Regions from separate parts of the Sus scrofa genome. Here all the other regions are linked to region 1. Evidence: chromatin contacts called from public HiChIP or PLAC-seq data. All regions are on one chromosome and are shown on one strand. Each heading gives the region's core, a stretch centred on a gene start, on an enhancer-like site or on the middle of the called end of the contact. The rest is flanking DNA. Distances are from core to core; before and after follow the strand shown. Region 1 has its middle 44 kb from the start of PLB1. Region 2 overlaps BABAM2 (BRCA1-A complex subunit BRE). Region 3 overlaps BABAM2 (BRCA1-A complex subunit BRE). Region 4 overlaps BABAM2 (BRCA1-A complex subunit BRE).

Region 1 (5,957 bases), core at 2,250-4,749:
TCTCATTTCTCGCCACCTCCCCCTGCACGCTCTCAGGAACTACTCACAGTTCCCCAAACCGCCCCCCCCAACCCACCCCGCAACCTCGCAACCTCCGTGCCTTCCAGCACAATGCTCCTTCCTCTGCCTGAAACTCCCTGCCCCTCCCTCCGTCTGGCTCCAGCCCACTCCTCCCACACCCCTTATCTCAGGCCACCCCACCCCGCTCTCCCCCCGCCCCGCGGGGCGGGGGGGGGCATCTCTCCTGCCACTCCCTCTGAACAGTGCTGTGCCCCCTGGCCTCTCTCTGGTCACATCTCCCCTGCCTCCCCCTCTCACCCCCCACCACACACCTAGGCTCTGCCCTAGAACTCCTTCCCTTCCAGGCCACCTGCTACCAGCTCCCAGTGTCTTCTCAGTTCTGCCTCCCTGGTGCCTAGTCCAGTGTCTGAGACACACATCAGCCCAATACACGTGTGCTGAAAGACTTAATGACTTAGTAAATGAATGACTTCTCTGGGAGGGGGGGCCCGTCTCAAGAGTGAGTCATCAAGCCTTGCCCCCACCCACTGACCTGGTGAAACACTCCCCGTGATGACGTCACTAGTTACCCTTAATTCTCAGAATCACCCATGCCTTCTTCTTTCTTCTTCTTTTGGTCCTATCTGCTTTTCATCCCCCTCCTCCTCCTTCCTTTCCTTCCTCTTCTGGGGGTGGCACCGCTAAATAAGGCAATGCTCCCCCGGGGCCAGGATCGGGGCCGGGCCGGGCCGGTATTGTCATGATTTTCACCCAGTTACACGAGATGATGCCCAGTGAGAACTCGGGACACCTAGAGTGGTCCAGGCACAGAGACCCTTCAGCACACGTGGGACCCCGGGGCTCTTGAGTCACGGGGTGGGAACCTGGGAGGACGTGGGTGGGGGAAGGAGGAGGGCGTGTGGCGAGACCCTGACCGAGGATGGGGTGTGGGAACCCGGTGAGTTTGGGCCCCTGAAAACCTCCACGTCCCAGGCATCCTGGGTGTGCCGTGGGTGGCGAGGGGCACCCCCCTCACCCACACACTCCCCGCCTGGCTGCTTCCCTCACCCCAACTCAGAGGATCAGGCAGGAACCCAGAGGTAACACGCTCCAGCCACAAACCTCTGCCGATCCCAGGACTCCCCTGCCCCTTTCCTCTTGTTTTCTCTCCTTTTCCCTAAGACTCCCCCCAGCTTCATTAAATGTCACAGAGCTGTTTCCGGCATTAAGTTATGAGGAGCTGGTCATTCAGAGCATGCCTCTAGGTCACTGCCATCTTGCAGTTGTATTCCTGTCCGTGAGGATGAAAAAATAGATTAGACCCCTGCTCCTGGAAAATTGATGTTTATAGGATCGTGAAAGAGCAGATGGGATATTTGTGATTCTTAAAACAAGACTATTGGAATTCCTGTTGTGGCTCACTCAGCAGGTTAAGGACCCAATGAGTATCCAAGAGGATACAGATTCGATCCCTGACCTCGCTCGATGGGTTAAGGATCTGGCGTCCCCATGAGTCGTGGTGTAGGTTGCAGATGTGGCTCAGATCCTGTGTGGCTGTGGCTGTGGCTGTGGTGCAGGCTGGCAGCTGCAGCTCCAATTCGACCCCTAGTCTGGAAACTTCTGTATGACACTGGTGCAGCCTTTTAAAAAAAGAATACCACAAATGCTTGACTAGCAGGCAGGTTTTGAGGCTGGAGAAAAAGAAGGAATAAGAGGGCAATGACCTCATGTATCTGCTGGGAAATGTATGGTATGAACTGACCTCAAAAAGTCAGTTTGTAAATAAGTGAGAGTAAGTCAATGGAAGAAGGATGGATAAAGGATGCTTCTGAGTGGGTTCCTAAGGGGCAAAGGGGCCTGACCTGGCCACACCGCTCCAGCCCCCACTTCTCCAGTCATCTATGTGTGTTTTCTTACTGGCACGTAAGCCCCAGGGGGCAGGGGCTTTATATAGCGTCTCTCTCTCAATCCCCAATGCCCCAGATGGCGTGAATATCCAACCCAGAACACGTCAAGAGGGAAAGGAAGCTCTCAATCATTATGTCAGGACAACCGTTGTCATCTGGGACTAATGAATGAATGAACAAATGAAGAAGTGATTCCTCAAAAGGTGGAGGCTGTAGGCACTGAGGCAGCCACCGCTTCCTACAGCCACTGAAATCACTGTCAAATAGAAAATTCACCTGCAGTTACTATGTGTCCCATAAAGCCTTTTCCAATCCATCTTTTTTTTTTTTTTGTCTTTTTTCTTTTTGGCTTTTTAGGGCTGCACCTGCGGCATATGGAGGTTCCCAGGCTAGGGGTCGAATTGGAGCTGTAGCTGCCGGCCTACACCACAGCTCACAGCAACGCCGGATCCTTAACCTGCTGAGCAAGGCCAGGGATTGAACACGCAACCTCATGGTTCCTAGTTGGATCCGTCTCTGCTGCACCACGACGGGAACTCCTGCAATCCATCTTTGTTCCTCTCCTTCAGACGAGGATTCCCGCTGCAGAGAGAAAAGCTGGGCTGGGGCTGAAGGGCCTTGCTGTTGCTGCTGCCCCCGCCCCCCGGCGGCGGGGGGCGGGGGGCGGGTGTCAGACACTGAGCGAGGCACTCTGTGTTCTTACTGCATTTAATCCTTACATCACCCTTGCGAAATAGATACTCTTTTATTACCTTTTGCAGGTGAGTCAGCTGAGGCTTAGGGCAGTTAAATAACGCGCCCAATGTCACACAGCCACCAAGTGCAGAGCTGCAACCCAGGCACAAGTCTGTTGGCCACCAAAGCATGTGGTTTTAATAGTCCCCAACGCTGCTTTTGGGCCGCCTGCTCTCTCCTGCTTGGCGTCCCCAAGTTCATCAGCTGGAGAGGGGGCTAGGGGCTGGGGAACAGAATGGGAACAGGGAGCTTGCCTGCCTGGAGGCCAGTCCTGTGTCCAGTTGTGGGGGGGGACAGGGCAGTGGCCAGGGCAGGGCAGTGAGCAGTGGGCTCTTCACAGGAGAGCATGCCAGGACCCTGTGTTGTGCCTGAAGTCTAGGTCAAGGAGGAAAAATGGGCTCTTTCTACCTCCTGCCTCTGGTCTTTTCCCACTCCCATCCTCACCCCTGGAGGGCTGTGGAGTTTCCCTGATGCCTGCCTGGCCTGGCCATTTTTTCCAGAACGGCCATCTGAGGCCCAGCGCCAGGCCCTCAAGAGAGCAGGCCTAGAGGTCTGTCTCCAAGACCATGCCACACCCAAGAGCCAGGGACAGAGGCTGGGAGGGGCCTGGCCAGGCTGAAACAGAGGAGGCGGGGGGCAGTGCCAGGACCCCTCTTCCCTCCCAGGCACTGCTCCATCACTCTTCTGAGTGCCTGGGGGAGCGAGAGAAGGGGGGCCCCCCCGAAAAGGATCACTTGGGCTCTGCTGGGCGAGCTCCCCCTGCCGGCCGCTGCCTGCCTCTCTCCTAGGACAGGCCTTGCCCCTGGCTGCCAGTCCAGCGCCAACGTGGAGACTTGGCCGGGCCAATTACGGCTAACTGGCGCCCTCTAGCGTCTACCTCTCACGGCCCAGCTGCCCCTCCTCCTCTGGGGTTAAGGGCACATCACACAGAGCTCCCCTGAGCCGCTCCCGGTGGGCAATGCCCCAACCTAACAAATATCTTCCAAACCAGGACGAGTCTGATAGTAAGAGGGGGTTCTGCTGATTATGAGGCTGGGAAAATAGACATAAAATGGGACTGTTCCAGGCAAGTCGGGACATCTGAGCACCCCACTCAGGTCAGACGTAGCCCTCAACCATCTGATGAAGCCTCCAGAACCATCTCCGGGAGGCAACCCATGAAGGAAGTAAGAACCCCATCAGCACGAGGGCCGCGAGAGTAGGTGCTCAAGGAACGCGTGATGGATAAACGACTCTGAGCCACACTTGGTCGTGGTACTCCTGGTCTGGGCCGGCTCGGGCAGAGTTCCAGCTGGGCGACCAGCTGGGCGGCAGGGAAGCTGCAGCCAAAGCTCCTTGTGAAGCAGGAGGAGGACGCTGGTTCTGGAGCTTGGCGCACGGTAGGGGAACGGGGCGTGGCGCTGATGGAGCAAAACGAAACATCGGCCCGTGATGAATCAAGACATCCTCCTGCATTTGGGGTCTTGCTGTGGCATCTCGAAAAGAAAACCACCCCTCCAGCAAGAGAAGGGATTTCATGTTGTGGCTCAGTGGGTTAAGGACCCGGCGTAGTGTTTGTGAGGATGTGGGTTGGATCCCTGGCCTCGCTCAGTGGGTTAAGGATCTGGTGGGGCCGTCAGCTGCGGCCTAGGTTGAGATGGGGCTCGGATCTGGCGTTGCCTCGGCTGTGGTGTAGGCCGGCTGCTGTAGCTCCCATTTGACCTCTAGCCTGGGCATGTCCATATGCTGCAGGTGGGGCCATAAGAAGAAAAAGAGAGAGAAGTGTGTTTTGACAGAGCGCCTCTTCTGGCTGGTTTTGCCCGTGGGCCTTTCTTGCCACCCCTGGCACCAGCTTTCGAGATGACCTCTGCTCTGCTGGGCCCCTTCAGTGACTAACACAGGCAAGTGTGTGGGCCGCCACCTGTCCCTGCCTCCACCCCCTCCCCCTGCATTTCCTCATCACTGCCTTGTGGTTTCTGGTTTCTGGGGGCCAGGCCTCAGGGAGGTGTGATAACTGCTGACTCCCTGGGGCTCCCTGAAGTGGGCTGATGTAAGAAGGCTGGCATCTGTGACCCCTGACCCAGCACAGTGACTGCGTCTTACCCTCAGGAATAAACCCAGTGGAAGGCCCATTGGCCGGAGCCAGGACAGAAGGACCAAAGCAGGCTTGAGAGGGCAGAAGAGGGACCGCACAGCCAGAAAGCCCAGGGAAGATGGGAACAAAGAATTTCCACATGTAGGGGCGGGGGGAGGGCCTGACAGGGCTCAGCTTGGGGGTACGGGGTGGGGAGCACTCCGGGGTGCACTCTGTGTGTGGTTAATTGGAGGAGACATACATATAAGTGGCTTTGGCAAAGTCGGGCAGACCTGGGGGCTGGGCGAACGTCATTCTGGCGAGTTCCTTGGCAGGTCTGGTGCCTTGGTGTGGGAAAGGGGAGAGAGCTTTGAGTTGGGTTTTGTGTTCCTCAAACCAGTTTGCCCACATCTTTGGCATCTGTGCCCTTTGAAGGACCTGTTTGGAGTTTGCGTGTCTGGACCTGAGGGGCAGGGTGCCTGTGTGAAGCCAGCGGGCGCTCCGGGGCCTCTAAGCGCAGCCACGGGTGGAGCCGAGGGGGCGTCTGCTGTGCCCTCTGTCCTCCTGCTCCTCACTACCCCCTCCCCCAGGCCTCCCCCTCCCCTCCCACCGACCCCCAGCCAGTGGCAGCCGCAGTCCAAAGGTGCCAGCTCACAGCGCAGGCAGCTCTGATCTCTGTGCAACCTTCTCTCTGCTCCGGCCGCTGGCTCTGGCATAAGGCTTCCCTCTGCCCACATGCCAGGCTCCACTCAACCAGCAACACACACAGAAGCATTGGGTCTGGAGCAAAAAAAAAAATCCGCAAAACACAAAACCCTGGGTTTGAGAGCTGGCTCTGCCCTTTACCAGCCATATGGCCTTGGGCAAGTGAAACTCCTTGAGCCTCAGTTATCTCATCTGTAAACTAGGGATAATAACCCTGAAAGGTCCTGATCTCATGGAGCTGTCGCGAAGAGCAAATGCCTGATGCATGTGCAAGCACTTTGCAAAGGGCTCTGCCAATGGGAGGCCTTGGTACTGGTGTTTTTCTTCCACACACGACCCAAACGGAGACCTCGCTCAGCGATGGAAACAGGAGCTGAGGTCTTCGCCTTTGCTCATTCTGCCGCACTGTTCTAGGCACAAGGCTAGCCAAACAAATATGCGCCCCCACCGTCTTGAAGCTTATATTCTAGGGAAGGAGCTAACTGCCCCCCCCCCCCGCACCCTAATCTACCAGCACCCTGTCTGACCTCCCTCCTGCATCCGCAAACCTAGTCTGA
Region 2 (5,957 bases), core at 2,189-4,688, 440 kb before region 1:
GCATGTGGAAGTTCCCAGGCAGGGCTCAAGCCCATGCCACAGCAGTAACCAGAGCCACAGTGGTGCCAACACTGGATCCTTAGCCTGCAGAGCCACCAGGGAACTCCTGAAGCATTTTAAAAAAATTGGCTTCTATTGTTTTTACCTGTCCCTAATGCTTAGTGCCTCCCAGGAAAATAAAAGGTATAGCTCAAATGATTCTTTTTCTTTTCTTTTTTTTTTTTGTCTTCTGTCTTTTGAGGGCCACACCCACGGCCTATGGAGGTTCCAGGCTAGGGGTCTAATTGGAGCTGTTCTGCCAGCCTACACCACAGCCACAGCAGCGCCAGATCCGAGCTGTGTCTGTGACTGACACCACAGCTCACGGCAACGCTGAATCCTTAACCCACTGAGCAAGGCCCAGGGATTGAACCCGCAACCTCATGGTTCCTAGTCGGATTGGTTTCTCCTGCACCGCAATGGAACTCCGACTATTCCTTTTTCTTTTTTCAAGTTTGTTTTTTTATTGAAAACAATGAGCTTCACTTAAGGCTGTTAACAAAGTGAAATCGGAATAATAGATGCATTCCTAATATCTAGTCATTGGCGATAATAATAGCTTTAAAAAGTTTATTAATTCATTGTTGTAAGTCTCATGTCTCCGAACAGGGATTCTGCCCACATTTCTCTTAAGAAAATAAGGTGAAATTACGGTTTTAGTGGAACAAGATCCAAATTGGTTTTTGGCTGACATAGATACAGCATCGAGTGGAGATGAAGAACCCTACCTTTGAAGAGGACTTTGGTTTCATTGGAGGAACAAACTGAAACATAAAAGAGAAATGTGGCAGCATATTGCACTGTAGCGTCATGTCACATTATGCACACCCCTGTGGCAGTACTATTTTGTCCAGTAGCTGTTTGTTTGCATTTTTGTCTCCTCTGCCCTTCTGAGAGCACCTGGAAGGCAGAGACCATGTCTTACTCATCTTTTATTCCCCTAACACTTATTTGTGGTATAGGCGCTTGGTAAGTTAACACTAAGGGCTTTTTTCTTGAAGAAGTGAATATTGCTAAGTGCCGCATGAGTGGTACAGGAGTTTTGATGAAGCGGTGACTGTTGTGCCTTTATGGTCCCCTGAGGCTTTATGGGGGAGGAAGGGTTTTAGCTGGGTCTTGAAGCAGGGGTAGAGTGTAGAAAATGAACAGAGGAGTTCCCGTCGTGGTGCAGTGGTTAACGAATCCGACTAGGAACCATGAGGTTGTGGGTTCGATCCCTGGCCTTGCTCAGTGGGTTAAGGATCTGGCGTTGCCGTGAGCTGTGGCGTAGGTTGCAGACGCGGCTCGGATCCCGCGTTGCTGTGGCTCTGGTGTAGGCCGGCGGCTACAGCTCTGATTCGACCCCTAGCCTGGGAACCTCCATGGCCGCAGGAGCGGCCCAAGAAATGGTAAAAAGACAAAAAAAAAAAAAAAAAAGAAAATGAACAGAGGGGATGGCACTGTAATTAGGAAGACAGAGCTACAGAGAAGCATCACAGACTAAGGTTGGATGGCATTTTGGAAGCATTGCGCAAACTAGTTCTTTTTTAACCATTTTTTTAAATTGATAATTTACGACGTTATGTTAGTTTCAGGTATACAGCAAAGTGATTCAGTGTTTTATATACATATAAAGAAATATATATAAATATATATGTTCTTTTTCAGATTCTTTTCCATTATAGGTTATTATAAGATACTGAATATTGTTTCCTGCAGTGTGTTTTTTTGAATTAGAGTTTTGTCTGGATAGATGCTCAGGCGTGGAATTGCTGGATCATATGGTAGCTCTATTTTTAGTTTTTCAAGGACCTCTATACTGTTCTCCGTAGTGGCTGCACCAATTTACATTCCCACCAATAGTATAGGAGTTTTCCTTTTTCTCCATACCCTCTCTCATATTTATTAATTGCAGACTTATTAATGATGGCCATTCTGACTGGTGTGAGATAGTGCTTCATTGTCATAATTTTTCTAATAATTATCGATATTGAGCATCTTTTCATGTGCATATTGGCCGTCTCTATGTCTTCTTTGGAGAAATGTCTATTTAGGTCTTCTCCCCATTTTTTGATTGGCTTTTTTTTTTTAAATATTAAACTCTGTGATTGTTTACATATTTTGGAAATCCCTGTGTCAGTAGCATCTTTTGCAAATATTTTCTCTCAGTCCATAGGTTGTGTTTTCATTTTGTCTATGTGCAAACGAGTTTTCTTGGAGCAGAGCTTGCATAGGTAAAGAGTAGAAAATACAGTTACAGAAGTAGATTGAAGCAAAATTGTTAGAAGATGGAGTTCCATGGTAGCTCAACGGGTTAAGAATCTGGTGTTGTATTGCTGTGGCCTGAGTCACTTCTGTGGCATGGGTTTGATCCTTGACCGGGAACCTGCACAGGTGCAATCGAAAACAATTTTTTTTGTTAGGGGTTTAGAATACAAAGCTAAAGATCATTCGTTACAGGTTTAGGCTGTGATGTTAAGAAATTACCAACCTTGGGTTTTGTTTTATTTTGTTTTTCCTTTTTTTAAAAATATGTTTACCAGGACATGCTTTTTTGAGATGCTCATGATCTGAAGATACTGTTTTCTCTATTGTGTAAAGGATTCCAGAAATTTTTGATGACTTTGTTTTTTTGCTACCTCTGTTGAGCACAATTCTGAAAGTAGTTAATGAACTTCCTATGTGTACATTAGTTCCTCAGAGGAGTTGAATTTTATTCTACATTTTTAAAGAAAAATGTACACTCAATTGTTGATTATATTCCCTCAGAATAACTGATAATTTCACATTCCCTACTGCCATCGAAGACTGGTCTTAACAACTGGCTTATCCTGTATACTTTTGGTGTACAGGGCCTTGTGAGTAAAGGGCTATTTTTTTAAAAATAAACTTTATTTTTAGAACTTTTAGCTTTAGATTTGCAGAATTACTGGAAAGATAATACAGAGAATTCCTGTGTATCCCACAGTGTTTTCCCCATCGCTAACATCTATGATATAGTTAATGGGCCAGGACTGATTAATCAGCATTAACAAAGTCCACACTTTATTCAGATTTCCTTCATTTTCCCCTAATGTCCTTTTTCTGTCTATAGGCTCCCATCCAAGATCTCACATTACATTTAGTTCTCTGGTCTGTTTAGTTCCTGTATTTAGTTCCTTTAGTTCCTGTTCTCAGACTTTCCCTGATTTTGATGACCCTGATAGTTTTGAGGAGTCCTGGTAAGCCCTTTTTATAGAATGTCCCTCAACTGGGACTTGTCTAATGTTTTCCTCATGGTTAGACCATGGGGGCTTTTGGTTACCTCAGAGATAATGTGCCATTTCATCTCGTCGTATCTAGGGTCCGTACCGTCAATATGACTCAGCACTGTTGTTAACCTTGATGGCTTTGGCTTGAGAGGGTGGTTTCTCTACTGTACAGTTACTCATTTCTCCTTCTGTCCGTACTGTCCTCTTTAGAAAGGAGTCACTGTGTGCTGTGCACCATTAAGAAGTGGGACTTATGCTCTACCCCTTTAAGGGCAGAATAGCTGCATAAATTATTTGGAATTCTTCTGCATGGGAGATTTATGTATTTTCCCATGTCACATATTTATGTCAGTATAGACTTATAAACATTTATTTTATACTTTGGGTTACAAACCAGTACTACATTATTTAGTTTGCTGATGAAATTATTCCACCTTTGGCCATTGGAAGCTATTCAGTTGGCTCCCCTGTCCCTTTGACTAACCCGCATTATTTTAGGTTTGTTTGTTGGAGCACATTACTTTATAGCACTGCAAGATGCTCAGGCCCATCTTACATATTTCCTGCTCTAGTCTTAGAATCTGCCATTTCTCCAAGAAGTCCTAGTTCCGTTTTATTTTATTGGAGAAACGTATTAGATACCAATATCTGAATGCTCAGTAGGCTTGTTGCTACTGAGGTGTCACTCCTTTTGGGGTCCTCTTAGTTAACAGAACAAGAAAATGCACTCATCTATAAATATTTTTATCTATTAGCCATTTGCATCTATATCAAGTGAAACATGATTTTATGCTGATGTCTCCAACTCTAATCCACTACCACATGGATCATTCTAGCCTCTGAAAAGGGTTATTTTAAGGTATTGTTTGTGCGTGTCCTGATCTCTGCTCTTTTGTGATATTATTTCCATCTGATTATTTGCTAGTTAATTCCTTCTAAAAGCATGTATTGAGTCTGTGCTATATTTAAGCCTTTGTACTAGGTGTTAGGGATACAAAGATGAATGATTCATTGATGGCAGTCCTGGTTTCTTCAGTATATGTTTACTGGATGTCTCTCCTGTCAGCCACTGTGTTCCATGCTCACAGTTCAGTAGTAGTGAAAATCTGGCTGCAGATAATTGTGATAAAAGGTAGAAAAGAAAGGTAATAACAGAATTTAGGAGAATTTTGATGGAGAAATGCTTCAAGAAGGGATATCACATGATGAATTGTCTCAGTTAGAACCTGGTAGCATTCGAGTGACAGAAAATGTAACCTAACCAGCTTAAGTAAAAAGAGGATGTACTGGTTCACATAACAGAAAAGACCAGGGGGTAAAACTAGCTTAGGGCATAACTGGTTTTAGGATCGGTGTCATCAGGGCTTGGCTCTTCCTTCTGCTTTGCTGGCATTGTTCTTAGGCCCTTCATAGCATCTCCTAATACCTTTAGATCAACATCACAACCAGAAGAAAAGGAAGTCTTGACATCCTGAACAAAAACCCTAGAAGTGAGACTTGTTAGTCTTGCTTAGCCTCATCTGGGTCATCGCATCCATGAACATTGTTGCTCTGGGGGATGGAAAGTGCTGGTCCACTTAGCTCTGTACATGTGTTCCATTCTTTTCACAGGTGTTGGTTTATGATTATTAATTGAACTGTATATTTTTGTTTCGGGCCTGCCTATATATTTATTGTGTTTTACAATAAAACATTGAAAAAAGAATATATTCAGCATTCAAAAATTAATCAACACAATCCCTCGGATCCAGTTAACCCTAAACAGGTATATATAATGAAAACCACTTCTAGATACATCATTGCAAAATTACAGAAAACCAGACAATAAGAAAAAGTGAAAACTAGCAAGAGAAAACAAAAAGAAGCTCTTAGGCTGTTGGCTGACTTATAGCAACGTCGAAGATAGAAGACAGTTCAGTGATATCTTTAACGCGAAGACAGAAAACCACAGCCATGTATCTAGCAAACATATCCTTCAGGAGTTTAAGCGATACAATTACATTTTCAGGTAACAAAAAGAGAGCGTTCATCATTAGGAAACCTTTACTGATTCTTCGGGGAGAAGGAGAGATTTCTCTTGGAAGATCAGACATGCAGAAAGGAATGAAGAGCCACAAAATATAAGAAGAGAGATAGCAGGAGAAAGGGCCTAAAATTATAAATCATCCAGAGGGTATTTTAACTACAGTTGTCTTATACATTTGGATAGATGTTAGAACTTATGTTCCCAATACACTTCATGTAGGCAAATATTAAAATTAAGTCACTTTTCCTTGGTGTTTACTAATTTGGGAGTGGGCATGTGGGTGTCTGGAGGGTGAGGATAAAAATGTCATTAAAGCTTAGTTTTACAAGTGTTTTCATTGTTGTTGTTGTGCCTGTGGCAGGTGAAAATTCCCGGGCCAGGGATGGATCCTGTGCAACAGCAGTAACCTAGGCTGCCGCAGTGACAAGGTTGCATCCTTAACCTACTGTGCCACAAGGGAACTCTGCAAGTGGTTGACTTAGTATTGACTGTCTGCCATCCTTCTTCCTACTCTTCCATTCTTGTAATTGCTTTGTATGATACTGCAGTTCTTTCATGGGGCCCATTGGAAATACACTGAACCTCCTAGCTCCTAAAGATTCTAACTTCGTTACCTAGTCTACGTTAGAGCCTGGACATCAGTGGTTTTAAAAAGCCAATTC
Region 3 (5,957 bases), core at 1,365-3,864, 360 kb before region 1:
AATGAATAACTTTTTAGCAGTTCACAATTTTAGATTAGATTTTTCACAGTAGTTCACATTGGCTGCCTTTCATCTTATTTGTCCTTAATCAGTGGTGTGGCTCTGGGGCAGTTAAGAAACCTCTCTGAGTTTCAGCCTTCTTATCGCTAATTCCAGAATTAGACTGCATACTCTCTGAGGTTCAGCCTTAGAATTCTGTGATGCTTATTTTAAAAATAACTGTACCATACAGCATTTAAAAATGGTTAAGGGCTTGTATATTTTAAAATGAAAGCAGTATTAGAACATTAACAAAAATAAATTTGATCTCAGTAATGTAGATTTGTCTGTGGGCACACTGCTTGTGTGAGGCAGAAAAATCAATAAACTTTTTGGTCATCTAAGAGGGGAAAAAAAATCTCCAGAAAATAGTGGAAGAGATGGCACAGCTTTAGATGAGCCATCTATCAGCTGATGGCTCTATGTGTGTGTTGAGATATCTATCTGTCTATCTCACAGAATTTACCATCATAATCATTTTAAAATAGCATCAGTTCAGTGGCCTAAATATATTTATATTGTCAGGCAACTATCACTACAATCCATCTTCATAACTCTTTTCAAGTTGTACAGCTGAAATTCTATACCCACTAAACAATAATTTCCCATTCTCCCCTCCCTGCAGACCCCGGAAATCCCAAACATACTTCCTGTCTGTATGGTTTTGACTAATCTCAGTACCACATGTAAGTGGAATCACATAATATTTGTCCTTTTGTAACTGGCTTATTTACTTGGCATAATGTCCTCAAGGTTCATCTATGTTGTCGCATATTGCAGAATTTCCTTCCTTTTTAAGGCTGAGTGATATTCCAGTGTATGTATAGACCACATTTTCTTATCCACTCAGCTGTCAATGGATACTTGGCTTGCTTCCATATTTTAGCTATTGTGAATAACGGCTGCTGTGAAAATAGGTGTACAAACACCTCTTCAGGACGCTGCTTTCAATTCTTTTGGATCTATACCAGAAAGTGGAGTTGCTGGATCATTTGGTCATTCTTTTTTTTTTTTTTAATTTTTAAATTTTTTTGCCTTTGAGGGCTGCACCCGCAGCATATGGAAGTTCCCAGGCTAGGGGTCGAATCGGAGCTGTAGCCGCCAGCCTCCACCACAGCCACAGCAACTCGGGACCCAAGCCGCATCTGTGACCTACACCACAGCTCATGGCCACAATGGATCCTTAACCCACTGAGCAAGGCCAGGGATCGAACTCGCAATCCCATGGTTACTAGACGGATTCGTTTCTGCTGAGCCACGACGGGAACTCCTCATGTGGTAATTCTCTGTTTACTCTTTTGAGGAACCGTCATCCTGTTTCCACAGCAGCTTTACTATTTTACGTTCCTACCTGCAGTGCACAGGGCTTCAATTTCTCCATATCCTTGCCAACACTTGTTGTCTTCTGGTTTTTTGGGGAGTAGTCGTCCTAATGGCTGGGAGGTGGTATCTCATTGTTCTGATTTGATTTTGCTTATCAGTCGCTCATGCATCTTCTTTGGAGAAATACCTGTTTAAATCCTTTGCCCACTTTTGAAATGGGTTATTTGGGTTTCGTGTTGTTGAGTTTTGGAGTTCTCTATGTATTCTTGACATTCATCCATCAGGTAATGATTTGTTTTCTCCCGATCTGTAAATTGCCTTGTTACTCAGTTGATACTATCTTTTTAATGCACAAAATTTTCAATTTTTCATGAAGTCAAATTGATCTGGTCTTTCTTTTGTTACCTCTGCCTTTGGTGTCATATCCAAGAAATCATTGGCAAATCCAATGTGAAGCTTTTGTCCTATGTTTTCTTCTAAGAGTTTTTATTGTTTTAGGTCTTAGACATAGGTTAATTTTTCATTTTGAGTTAATTTTTGTATATGGCGTTTGGTAAGGAGGGATTCAACTTCATTCTTTCACCTGTGTGTATCTAGTTTTTCCAGCACTCTTTGTGGGGATGGTTGTTGAATAACAGTATAAACAGGTACTGCTGTTATGAGAGACCCAACCATGCCCTTGGTTTTCAGTGCCCTGTAGACCACACAATTCAGAGCATGGTTCAAACAGAAGAACAATGCTTTTAAAACCACCTAAAACTACCTTGGCAGTCTTATTTTTAGTAGCCCTCTACAAGCATGTTAATTTCATTATTTCAATAAACTCTCTATTTGATTGACTGGGACTGGATTTAGTAGACATTTGTCAGGCTGTGTCTTCCCTGGAGATCTGTTATGCTTGGAGTATGTAAGGCATCTTTTCCTCTTCAAACAGTGTTAAGTTAGGAAAGTGTTGTGGTCATATTATGAGTACAATTGTCTAAGAACATTAAGAACCTTAGCCTGGATCTTTTGTAACCATAAAAGGCAATGTGTCATGCTTTCCTGTTTTGCATGGATGAGAAGGGAGTAAAAAACACCAAAAGAATTTTTATTGCATAGAAATATTTCCTTCCTAGCAGGCAGTGTGTGAAGCAATAATGAGCCTAAAAAACAATCTTATATCGTCGTGAGAGCAGAGGGCTGGGACAAGCACTGTGGCCACACAGACTCAGGGGCTGGTGAGGAAGCTGCGGATTCCAGCCCGGGTCCCTTCTGCCTACCCGCACAGCACCTTCCCCTGGACGGGTGGGCCGGGGACCTTTCTGTGCCTCTTCGCACATCCCTCTGAGCCCGGCTGGATGGGTCGTAGCTTCCTCTCTCTGGAAGAGGAACTTGTCACAAGTCTGTGGTGCAGATAATTGGTGAAGACAGGCTAGAACCACGCTTCCCTAATTGCCAGTCTGTGGCTAAGCCCAGAGGAGTGTCCATTGTGTTGAGCAGTTGTTTTCTGTGAGGCAAATTACCCGGTACAGAAACTGTCCCTTTTAGTGTATTCGGTGTTGCCTCAGCCCTTGCAGACCATCGCCACGCAGCCCTCAGTACCGTCCGTCTGCCTGAGCGCTGGATTTGAGACCAGCTTACAGAGCCCACGTTTTCCAGCAGCCTCATTTACACTGGGCCCGTCTTAGGCTTTGGGTTTTATTTGTTTGTTTGTTCTTCGGCATCGTGCAAGTTCCTGGGCCAGGGATCAAACCTGTGCCACAGCAGCCACCCAAGCCATAGCAGTGACAATGCTGGATCCTTAACCTGCAGCGCTACCAGCGACCTCTCCCTCTCACATTTTTAGTGCCAGGCTAGTCCTACTTTTTTTTTTTTTTTTTCCTTCATTAATGGCCATACCTGCAGCATATGAGGTTCCTAGGCTAGTGTCAAATAGAGCTGCAGCTGGCAGCCCATGCGCCAGTCATAGCACACCAGATCTAAGCGCATCTGTGACCTATGCCAAACTCACGGCAATGCTGGATCCTTAACCCACTAAGCGAGGCCAGTGATCGAACCCGCAGCCTCAGAGACACTATGTCAGGTTCTTAACCTGCTGAGCCACAATGGGAACTCCCCTTTTCTTTTATTACCACTTCCTTCATTTCATCCCCAAGAGAATTTAGGTTGCTGAACAGAAATGACTGTCAATGTGTTTTTATGCCAAATTAGGAGAATCCGTGGTTTCTTTAGTTTGTTTCGGAACCAGTATCTTTCAGTAGACTAAACCTGCCTCATTCTCTGGATGTGGAGATGATACAGCTACCTAAAAGGCATAGGAATTTGTTTTATCAGATGCTTTTCTAAAGATATGTTTACATGCAGTTTATTTTTTAAACATTCTGTAGTATGTATCAAAATTAAGGTAAACAGTGAGAGCTGCCTAAGATTTCATGGTGTGGCTGTGATGTGACTGTGGTACATTGTTGTGGGGGGAGAAAAAAAAAAACCAAGCCATTCACTCTGATATCAGTAATTTGAACATGAAGAGCAACTGTTCTTTAGCGTAGTGTGTTTTTCGGCTTTAGAAGCCTTGCATTCCTGGGAAGACAGTGCAGGGCAAATATATGGTGTTAGTTCTCTGATGTGGTTGGTATTGCATGGCTTTAAAAAGAAATGTTTTAAAGATAAAAGAGTGGAGAGCAGACATAGGAGAAGAGGGAACATTTTATACCGTCTGAGTTCTGTTAGTGGTTAAGAACAGCAAAGGCTACGTGTCCCCTGGGTTCCAGTGCCAGCTTTATCACCGGCTCTGACCGTGACTTTTTCCCACTTATCCTGATTTGTTGAGAAACTATTAAAATGGAATCCTCTCTCCATCTGTACCATTCTCCTCAAGTAATCGTGCTGACCTTGTGCCCCTCTGATGCATCCCCGCCTTTTGAGACAACCTTGGTACTTGGGTCATCTCTCTTCTCCGTCCTTTGCCATTTTCCTCGTCAGTTTTGGTGTGTGAGATGGTGATCCGTTCATCACTCTTGAGCCTGCTAGATGCTTTCCGCTTCCGTCTCCTCTCCCCACCGCCCCTCTCGGCTGTGCCTTGGGTGCTCCATCACTGCCGCTGTGCTTTTTAAGATCTCAGAGCTCTCCTCGGTTCAGGACTCTGCCGCCTGAACTGCCGCCTCTTCCAACCAGATCTGGGGATCTGGGTCTTTGCCTTGAGCCATTCGCTCCTAGACACTGCTGAGTCCCTGCCCAGCTTTGTCCCAAAGACCTGCCACTGGAGCACCACCTTCGTGGCCCTTCTAACCACAGGCTTGGTCCACTGCATTAGTCACTGCATACTTTCCCTCTTTTTGCAATGCGATGGTAGAACATTATAGAAGAAATTCCATTATAATGTAATTCCCATACTGATTTGGTCCACTACTAATCTGTGATTCTAATTTCATTTTAGGCCCTTCTTATGGCTCACAGTAATTTCTTATCAATTCTCTAGAACATTCTCTGTAATGACTAAAAAATATTTTCCATTCTCCCTGTGCTTCCAGTTCTAACTGGCCTACCCTACCTCTTAAGGAGATGGTCTTGCCTCTTACTTTACTGAGATTGTTGATGTTTCTTGCCACTGTGCACGTACACTTATTGTCCCTGGGATATTGGTGACAAAATGTTACCTGTAGCATCATGTCTCTGAGGTCTGATGGAGCCTTTAACTAACTGGGTATCTAACTCTCGCCTTTGTCTCAGCTGTAGAAAGTGGCTGTCTTGGAAATAGATATTTCTGGCATGGATATATTCAGTTATGCAGTGATTTCTGCTTATTGAGTAGTGTCCTATGTGGAGTGGGTAATAAGGAAGATTAGAAAGACTAGCCCGCCCTCCTTTCTTTGAATTGATAATGAGGGAGACATTCCTACTTAATCTAGGGAAAACCTTCGTTAGTATGCACTTGGCTCTAACCATGAATTTGGGTACCTTCAGGGTGTCCTGTCCTTTCTGGTGGAGCGAGTTGGAGCAAGATGCCACTGAATGGGTAGCATGGCCATCTTCTCCCCCTAACTCCAGGACTATGGTAGCTATCATTATACACAGCAGTAACAATGCAGAATTTTTACACTTGTGCTAAACCCTTGGAGAGGGTTAAAGGCAGACAAGTAATAGGAACTACCATATGGATTAGAATAATAGGTCTGAAAAGGCCTCTGTAGGGTGTGTTAAGAGGGAACTCAGAGGTGGGCCTGGAAGGAAGATGTCATTTGACGAGGCGGTGTGCAGAGGACGGCTCAGGGAACAGCCTGAGGACAGACCTCGACTCTGTTGAGAGATGAGCTCGGGTAGGGCATTTCTCTAGAGGGAAATGTAAATGTAAACCATTGCAGGAGCTTCTCCATAGAATCTGCCCATCATTTCGTGTGTGTGTGTATGTGTGTGTGTGTGTGTTAAATTGTATTTGAAAGCAGAACTTGGATGGGCTCTATAACCCAGGCCATTCCTTTCCCATCTTGAGGAAGCCAAGGGGTATATGGAAAGAAAGGTGTTTATTTTGCAGTGCCCCGGGGTTTCTTCATCCTGGTTTCCTGGAGAGCTAGTGTGGATGTTTCTCATGTGCCATGGACATTTTAGTCTCTTTT
Region 4 (5,957 bases), core at 2,564-5,063, 330 kb before region 1:
TACAGATCATCTAGGCGTTTGTTAAGTATCCCCCAGGTGAAGCTGATGCCGTTGGTCTGCTTGGCAAGGCTCCATCACCCAGGCTTCAGCCCCTGGCTCTTCACCAATGTGATGCCACACCTGCATTTGGGGCCTGGTACCGGTCCCCTGTCTTTATGCACCTGAACTAGACAATCGAGAAATGGAAGGGGTAGAACTGTCTCCACTGGCAAACATCCAAAGCTTGCTGTCTAACACCATGCAGGCTGGGAAAGTCAGAGCCTCTTTCCCTGCCTTTTATCACTTCTAGAAGTTCTGCATTTTTCTCTTAGGATCCCTGTTACTCTCCTGCTGTATCTCCTCTCTTACAAAAGTCTCTCGCCCAGAAAGAGTCTGATACATTTCTTCTCAGGACAAGGAAGAAACTGATGAGCTTTTCAGCCTTACCTTTTGATGATTAGTCACGTACAATCTTATCAGATCTAGTATTGAAGAAGAAAAAAAGAACTTTTCTCATCTTCATGGGTTTACATCTGCCTCTTTGAGTGGGGAGATGGACTCTTGCCATTCTTTTTTTTCTTTATTGTTTCCATCAAAAGGTTTTGCCCATGGTAGGTAAATCATAAATGCATATTGACTGAGCACATGGTGTGTTGTTTGGAAGTTGATTAAAAGTAGCAAAAAGAGGGAGTTCTCGACTTGGCTCAGCAGTAACAAACCTGACTAGTATCCATGAGGAAGTGGGTTCAATCCCTGGTCTCACTCAGTGGGTTAAGAATCTAGCATTGCTGTGAGCTCTGGTGTAGGCCGGCAGCTACAGCACCTATTCGAGCCCTAGCCTGGGAACTTCCACACTGCTGCGGGTGTGGCCCTTAAAAGACCAAGGGAAAAAAAAAAAAAAAAAAAAAAAAAAAAAAAAAAAAGAAGGAAGAAAGAAAGAAAGAGAAATAGCAAAAAGAATTGCAACATTGTAAATCAACTATACTTCAATAAAACTTAAAAAATGGAAAAAAAAATGGCGGAAAGATTGCTCTTGCCTTTCTGTACTGTAGGGTTTGATCTCTCAGTCAAATGTTTGAACTAGAACTTTCCTCTTATTCCAGGTGATGAGCTGAACCCAAGGGATCATAGTTCATTTTGACCAAACTTATACCTACTGACTTACGTTGGGCAGTCAAGTTAATAAGGTCTGCAGACCTCTGCTGTTGCCCCCCGGGAAGTCTGCTTGTGGAACCCACTTTTGGATCCGTCGTTTACTAGCAAGCATATGTAGTCATTCTTTCACACTCATATTTAGACGTTTATTCATCAGATATTCATTGGGTGGCCATTTTCGTGGTACTCACCATCCCAGGCACTGGGAAGACAAGGGTGAATGAAGCAACGTTCTTAAGGACCTTAGCCAGATACACGATGAGAGCACATGTGTGAGTAACTGTAAACAGAAGTAATGAGGCAATGTTAGCAGATAAAGGGCAGAGCTAAAGACCTGTAGGATTTCAGAGGAGAAGCCGTTCCATCAGAGGGAGGGATCAGGAGGTCTTGTGAGAGGACATGCCGTCTTTAAAGAGCAGATAGAATTGGGAGATTTGGGGCTGGGGGATGAAGGGCTGGAAGAAGGCCTTTGGGATTGAGTGGCAGAGATGGGACATGGCTGCGTGGCAGGAGGGCGTGTGGGCTGCTGCAGGAGGCAGCGTGCGAAAGGGGGTAGTGGAAAGATGAGGCTGGAGAGATACCTCGGAGGGGCTGGAATGCCAGGCCACTGTAGGGACGGGGGCACTTTTGAGGGAAGAGAAAGGTGCTGTGTTTACTCTGCTTCTCAGAGCTCATTTTCTGCTCCAGAATCATCCCCCCAGCCAGTTCTAGGGGATGTGACTCCAAGCCTCTAGCTTTGTTCAGAGCTCCCGGTTGCCCTTTAGATTCTGCAGATAACGTCAATATGCAGATAACGTCAATATGCAAATCAGAAAATCTCTGATTACTTCAAGGAGAGGGTGTCTAGTAGGCTCCATTCTCTGTTTTAACACCTGTGGTTTGTGACTGTCGCCAGTTAATGAGGGTGCCATACCAGGTGGCTGAAATAGCTTGGAAGTTACCAGTTGCCTGGTTGCCATGGGCACCAGACAGTTTGAGCCAAATGACTGGCTGGGTGGGTGGGTGGGTGGGTGCAAAGGTGTTAGGCGCTTCGAGGGTGCCTTCCCTTCTGTCCTCACTCCTAGAACCACCTGGGAAAACTCTCTAAACCCCATAACCCAAATCTACCTAGAGAGGAAAGGCGAGGGGGTAGCTTTAGCAGTCAGAAGCAGAGCATGGCAGTGGGAATGACGGCACACTGAGTCTGGGAGGAAGGAGGAAGGAAATGAAACTTAGCATGTAACCAGCACTTTCTTCATGCCGGGTTCTGACCAGAACTTTCACACCCGTTAGACCTGTGGCTTCTAGTAATGCCCACATTTTTGCATGGCAGATGGAAAAGATACAAAAACATGCAAACGCTTAGCAACATATTTTGTGTGTGTGTGTAGCTAAAGGACCACCACTGTTGTGCAGTGCTTAAGTTGCTTGATGAACATTTCATGTGTTCAACTATCCTGCTGCCATGGGTCATCTGCTTTTAGCTCTGGCACCTCTCCATTCAGTGGGTGAGGTTTGGGGGGGCGCTCTAGAGCAGGGAGTGCAAGCTGTTCTACCCGGGACCCAGGATGGGTTACTCTGCTGTTTCAGGTCCATAAATCCAGGGAAATAGCTCAGCTGCAGTCAGAGCCTGGTGCTGTGGCAGATTGTTCTAGCAAAGCTTTCTCGTGGTGTGTGAGGAGGTCTGCTGCTCATCTTTGTCCTAAAAGCCCTTTCTAAGCCCTGACTGAGAGCTGGCATTGCAGAGCAGGTAACAAGTATACAGATAACCCCGGGATGAAAGTCTTTTTTTAGCACTTAATTCTGTACGTTTTGATTAGCCGTGGCCATCGTCTGTATGGGTCAGTGTAATCATTTATAAGAGAAAATGCTGGGTTTAAGTGAAGGAAAACCACTTCAAACCTGCTTACGCACGGAAGTCAATTTCTTGGCTTTCCAAAGCCCGGAGAAGGTTGCATAGCCAAACCGCCACAGCAGGAGCAGGACGCAGCTGGACCACGAGCCTCAGGAACTCGGGTGTGAGTGCAGCCCAGGACTCTCTTCTCCCTCATCTCTGCTCCTCTAGTGTGCTGTGTGCTGGCTTTATTCATTCGCTCACACTGCAGCCTGGCCTCTTCCAAGGATGGGAAGTGCACCTCCTGACAGTTTTCTCTGGTTTCTGCCAAAGGACTGGACTCATCCGGGACCTATCAGCTGTTCCCAGGCGATTGGAACAGCAGCTCCACTAGGAGCTCTAAGGATCGGGGCCTAGGGCTGGGGCCTGGGGATGTAGGAGTTCCCCAGGAGAAGAGAAGGTGTCAGGCAAATGGTGTGACAGACGTCCGCTCTATCAAGTATCACTTTCAATCTGTGTTTTTCTATCCCTTGCAAAGAGCTGTATGAATTGCTTACATAGAAGCTCTGTCTACCTTTTCTTTACGTTATGGAGCTATGGTAAATGGTGTTCATATTTGTTCCATTCGTGCTTAAATAAAACTCACTGTTGTTTTAACTTGTTTTGTTGGGCACCTGGATAAAGTCTGGCACAAAGTTTATATCAGTAGGTGTGCATAAAATCACAACTCGGATGTCTGAGGATGAGGCTTAATATGATTTGTAAAGCAATTGCAAAAAGTGATGCTTATTTAAATAAGCTTAGCTTCTTTTCTGACTCATGAAGGACGCATGGTTGGGGCAATAGGGGAAACCCCACCCTCCAGATCGTTTCTGAAAACGCTGGTGAGTAGAGAAGGTGGTGGAAGCCAGGAGATATTCAGTTCTCCCAAGAGGACCCTGGCTGTGCTGCAGAGACACCCCACCTCCCCGACCCCTCCAGCCTTCTGGAGAAAAGGCTCCATGCACATGCTTTTTAGTGAATGCTGTGACTATTCAGAGAAAGTTGGTGGTTCTCAAGGCCATGTCGGTTACATATAATAACTGTTGGGACAGTAGTTGACCAGCCAAATCCTGATCATCATTATTTTAAAAGAGCCAGGAATGTTTTTCCCCCAAGTTATTTGTACAACATGTGTTTCAATTTAGTTTTATAAACAGAAGCTATAACCAACATATTAAGAGTAAGTACAGCTTCACAAGCAGATTCCTGCATAAATGAGAGCAGTGAAACGGTTTTTGTTTATTTGTTTATGAAAATAATAAGCAAGACATAAATTTAAAAAAACCTCGAGTCCTATACTGTGTCATGACATCTGGGAGTAATGAACTCAAGATGTCTCTTTTGGAAAACACGGCTAGGTGACAACAGCTCTATCCTGGTGTCCTGCCCACCCACCCCCCGCCAAGAGCTGGCTCTTTCAAGAACATGGCAGTTATCCTCTCCTAACTCCACAGTCAACTCTTCTTATTTCCATGGAGTATAGTTAGTTAATCATAGAATATGCCCGAACATACAGAACTGCAGGAAGGTTGGTGTTATTGCTTAGGACTCCACTGTGTTCTTGGAGAAGCCATCCTCCTTCTTCACTGAGTCTCTGTAAAGATGTCAGACAAATACATTTTATTTGGCATGGTGACCTTTAGAGTGTTTAGTCTTTATACTCTTAAAATTTTTAATTTCTTGCTCCACAGTTTCTAAAAGTAAACATTAAAACACATAAAGCATGCGATGCTCAATTAGTTTTGAATATACAGGAAGGGTAGTCTATTGGGGGTAAAAAGGGAATAAGAAATAGTTCCTTAGTGATTGTACCAATTTACATTCCCACCAACAATGCAGGAGGGTTCCCTTTTCTCCACACCTGCTCCAGCATTTGTTTTTTGTGTTATGAATGATGGCTATTCTGACTGGTATGAGGTGGTACCTCATAGTAGTTTTGATTTGCATTTCTCAAATAATCAGGGATGTTGAGCATTTTTTCATGTGCTTGTTGGCCATCTGTATATATTCCTTGGAGAAATGTCTATTTGGGTCTTTTGCCCATTTTTCCATTGGGTTGTTAGCTTTTTTGCTGTTGAGTTGAATAAGTTGTTTGTTTGTTTTAGAGATTAAGCCCTTGTCATTTGCATCGTTTGAAACTCTTTTCTCCTATTTTGTAAGTTGCCTTTTTTTTTTTTTTTTTTTTTTTTTATGGTTTCCTTTGCTGTGCAAAAGCTTGTCAGTTTGATTAGGTCCCATTGGTTTAATTTTGCTTTTATTTCTGTTGCTTTGGGAGACTGGCCTGAGAAAACATTTGTAAGCTTGATGTCAGAGAATGCTTTGCCTGTGTTCTCTTCTAGGAGTTTGATGGTGTCATGTCTTACATTTAAGTCTTTAAGCCATTTTGAGTTTATCTTTGTGCATGGTATGAGGGTGTGTTCCAGTTGCATTGATTTACACATGGCTGTCCAGTTTTCCCAGCACCACTTGCTGAAAAGACTGTGTTTTTCCATTCTATATTCTTGCCTCCTTTGTTGAGGATTAATTGACCGTAGGTGTCTGGGTTTATTTCTGGGTTCTCTATTCTGTTCCATTGTTCTGAAATGGATTAAGAAGATGTGGTATATATACACGGTAGAATACTACTCAGCCATAAAAGAGAACAAAATAATGCCATTTGCAGCAACATGGATGGATCTAGAGACTCTCATACTAACTAAGTGAAGTAAGTCAGAAAGAGAAAGACAAATACCATATGATATCACTTATATCTGGAATCTAACATGTGGCACAAATGAACCTTTGCACAGAAAGGAAATCATGGACATGGAGAACACACTTGTGGTTGCCAAGGGGGACGGAGAGGGAGTGGGATGACTGGGAATCTGGGGTTAATAGATGCAAACTATTACCTCTGGAATGGATAAGCAATGAGATTCTGCTGTATAGCACTGGGAACTATATCTACTCACTTATGATGGAGCATGGT

Evidence for each region. HiChIP or PLAC-seq counts read pairs in DNA pulled down with a chosen protein or histone mark.
Region 2: a contact with region 1 is called in an H3K27ac HiChIP or PLAC-seq map of alveolar macrophages, with 6 times the contacts expected there. The contact joins two enhancer-like sites. A contact is called at or near these places in 3 of 47 Hi-C or Micro-C datasets (alveolar macrophages, embryonic fibroblasts and epiblast stem cells) and 1 of 2 datasets of contacts at active chromatin or transcription factors (alveolar macrophages).
Region 3: a contact with region 1 is called in an H3K27ac HiChIP or PLAC-seq map of alveolar macrophages. The contact joins two enhancer-like sites. A contact is called at or near these places in 1 of 47 Hi-C or Micro-C datasets (embryonic fibroblasts) and 1 of 2 datasets of contacts at active chromatin or transcription factors (alveolar macrophages).
Region 4: a contact with region 1 is called in an H3K27ac HiChIP or PLAC-seq map of alveolar macrophages, with 5 times the contacts expected there. The contact joins two enhancer-like sites. A contact is called at or near these places in 1 of 47 Hi-C or Micro-C datasets (embryonic fibroblasts) and 1 of 2 datasets of contacts at active chromatin or transcription factors (alveolar macrophages).

The regions. Positions count from the first base shown.
Region 1 is chr3:110,782,568-110,788,524 of Sscrofa11.1, reverse strand. No RefSeq gene overlaps it. Among named protein-coding and RNA genes, the nearest start is that of PLB1, 44 kb to the right of the region's middle. Within about 2 kb of position 3,499, at least 26 of the 83 cell types and tissues checked have an H3K27ac peak or open chromatin away from gene starts, as enhancers often do. A contact at or near this core is called in alveolar macrophages and embryonic fibroblasts, where this site is marked.
Region 2 is chr3:111,223,267-111,229,223 of Sscrofa11.1, reverse strand. The region is part of intron 4 of BABAM2 (BRCA1-A complex subunit BRE); the gene reads left to right. Among named protein-coding and RNA genes, the nearest start is that of BABAM2, 100 kb to the left of the region's middle. Within about 2 kb of position 3,438, at least 4 of the 83 cell types and tissues checked have an H3K27ac peak or open chromatin away from gene starts, as enhancers often do. A contact at or near this core is called in alveolar macrophages, where this site is marked.
Region 3 is chr3:111,143,883-111,149,839 of Sscrofa11.1, reverse strand. The region is part of intron 6 of BABAM2 (BRCA1-A complex subunit BRE); the gene reads left to right. Among named protein-coding and RNA genes, the nearest start is that of BABAM2, 180 kb to the left of the region's middle. Within about 2 kb of position 2,614, at least 27 of the 83 cell types and tissues checked have an H3K27ac peak or open chromatin away from gene starts, as enhancers often do. A contact at or near this core is called in alveolar macrophages and embryonic fibroblasts, where this site is marked.
Region 4 is chr3:111,110,822-111,116,778 of Sscrofa11.1, reverse strand. All of the region lies in intron 6 of BABAM2 (BRCA1-A complex subunit BRE), which reads left to right. Among named protein-coding and RNA genes, the nearest start is that of BABAM2, 210 kb to the left of the region's middle. Within about 2 kb of position 3,813, at least 4 of the 83 cell types and tissues checked have an H3K27ac peak or open chromatin away from gene starts, as enhancers often do. A contact at or near this core is called in alveolar macrophages, where this site is marked.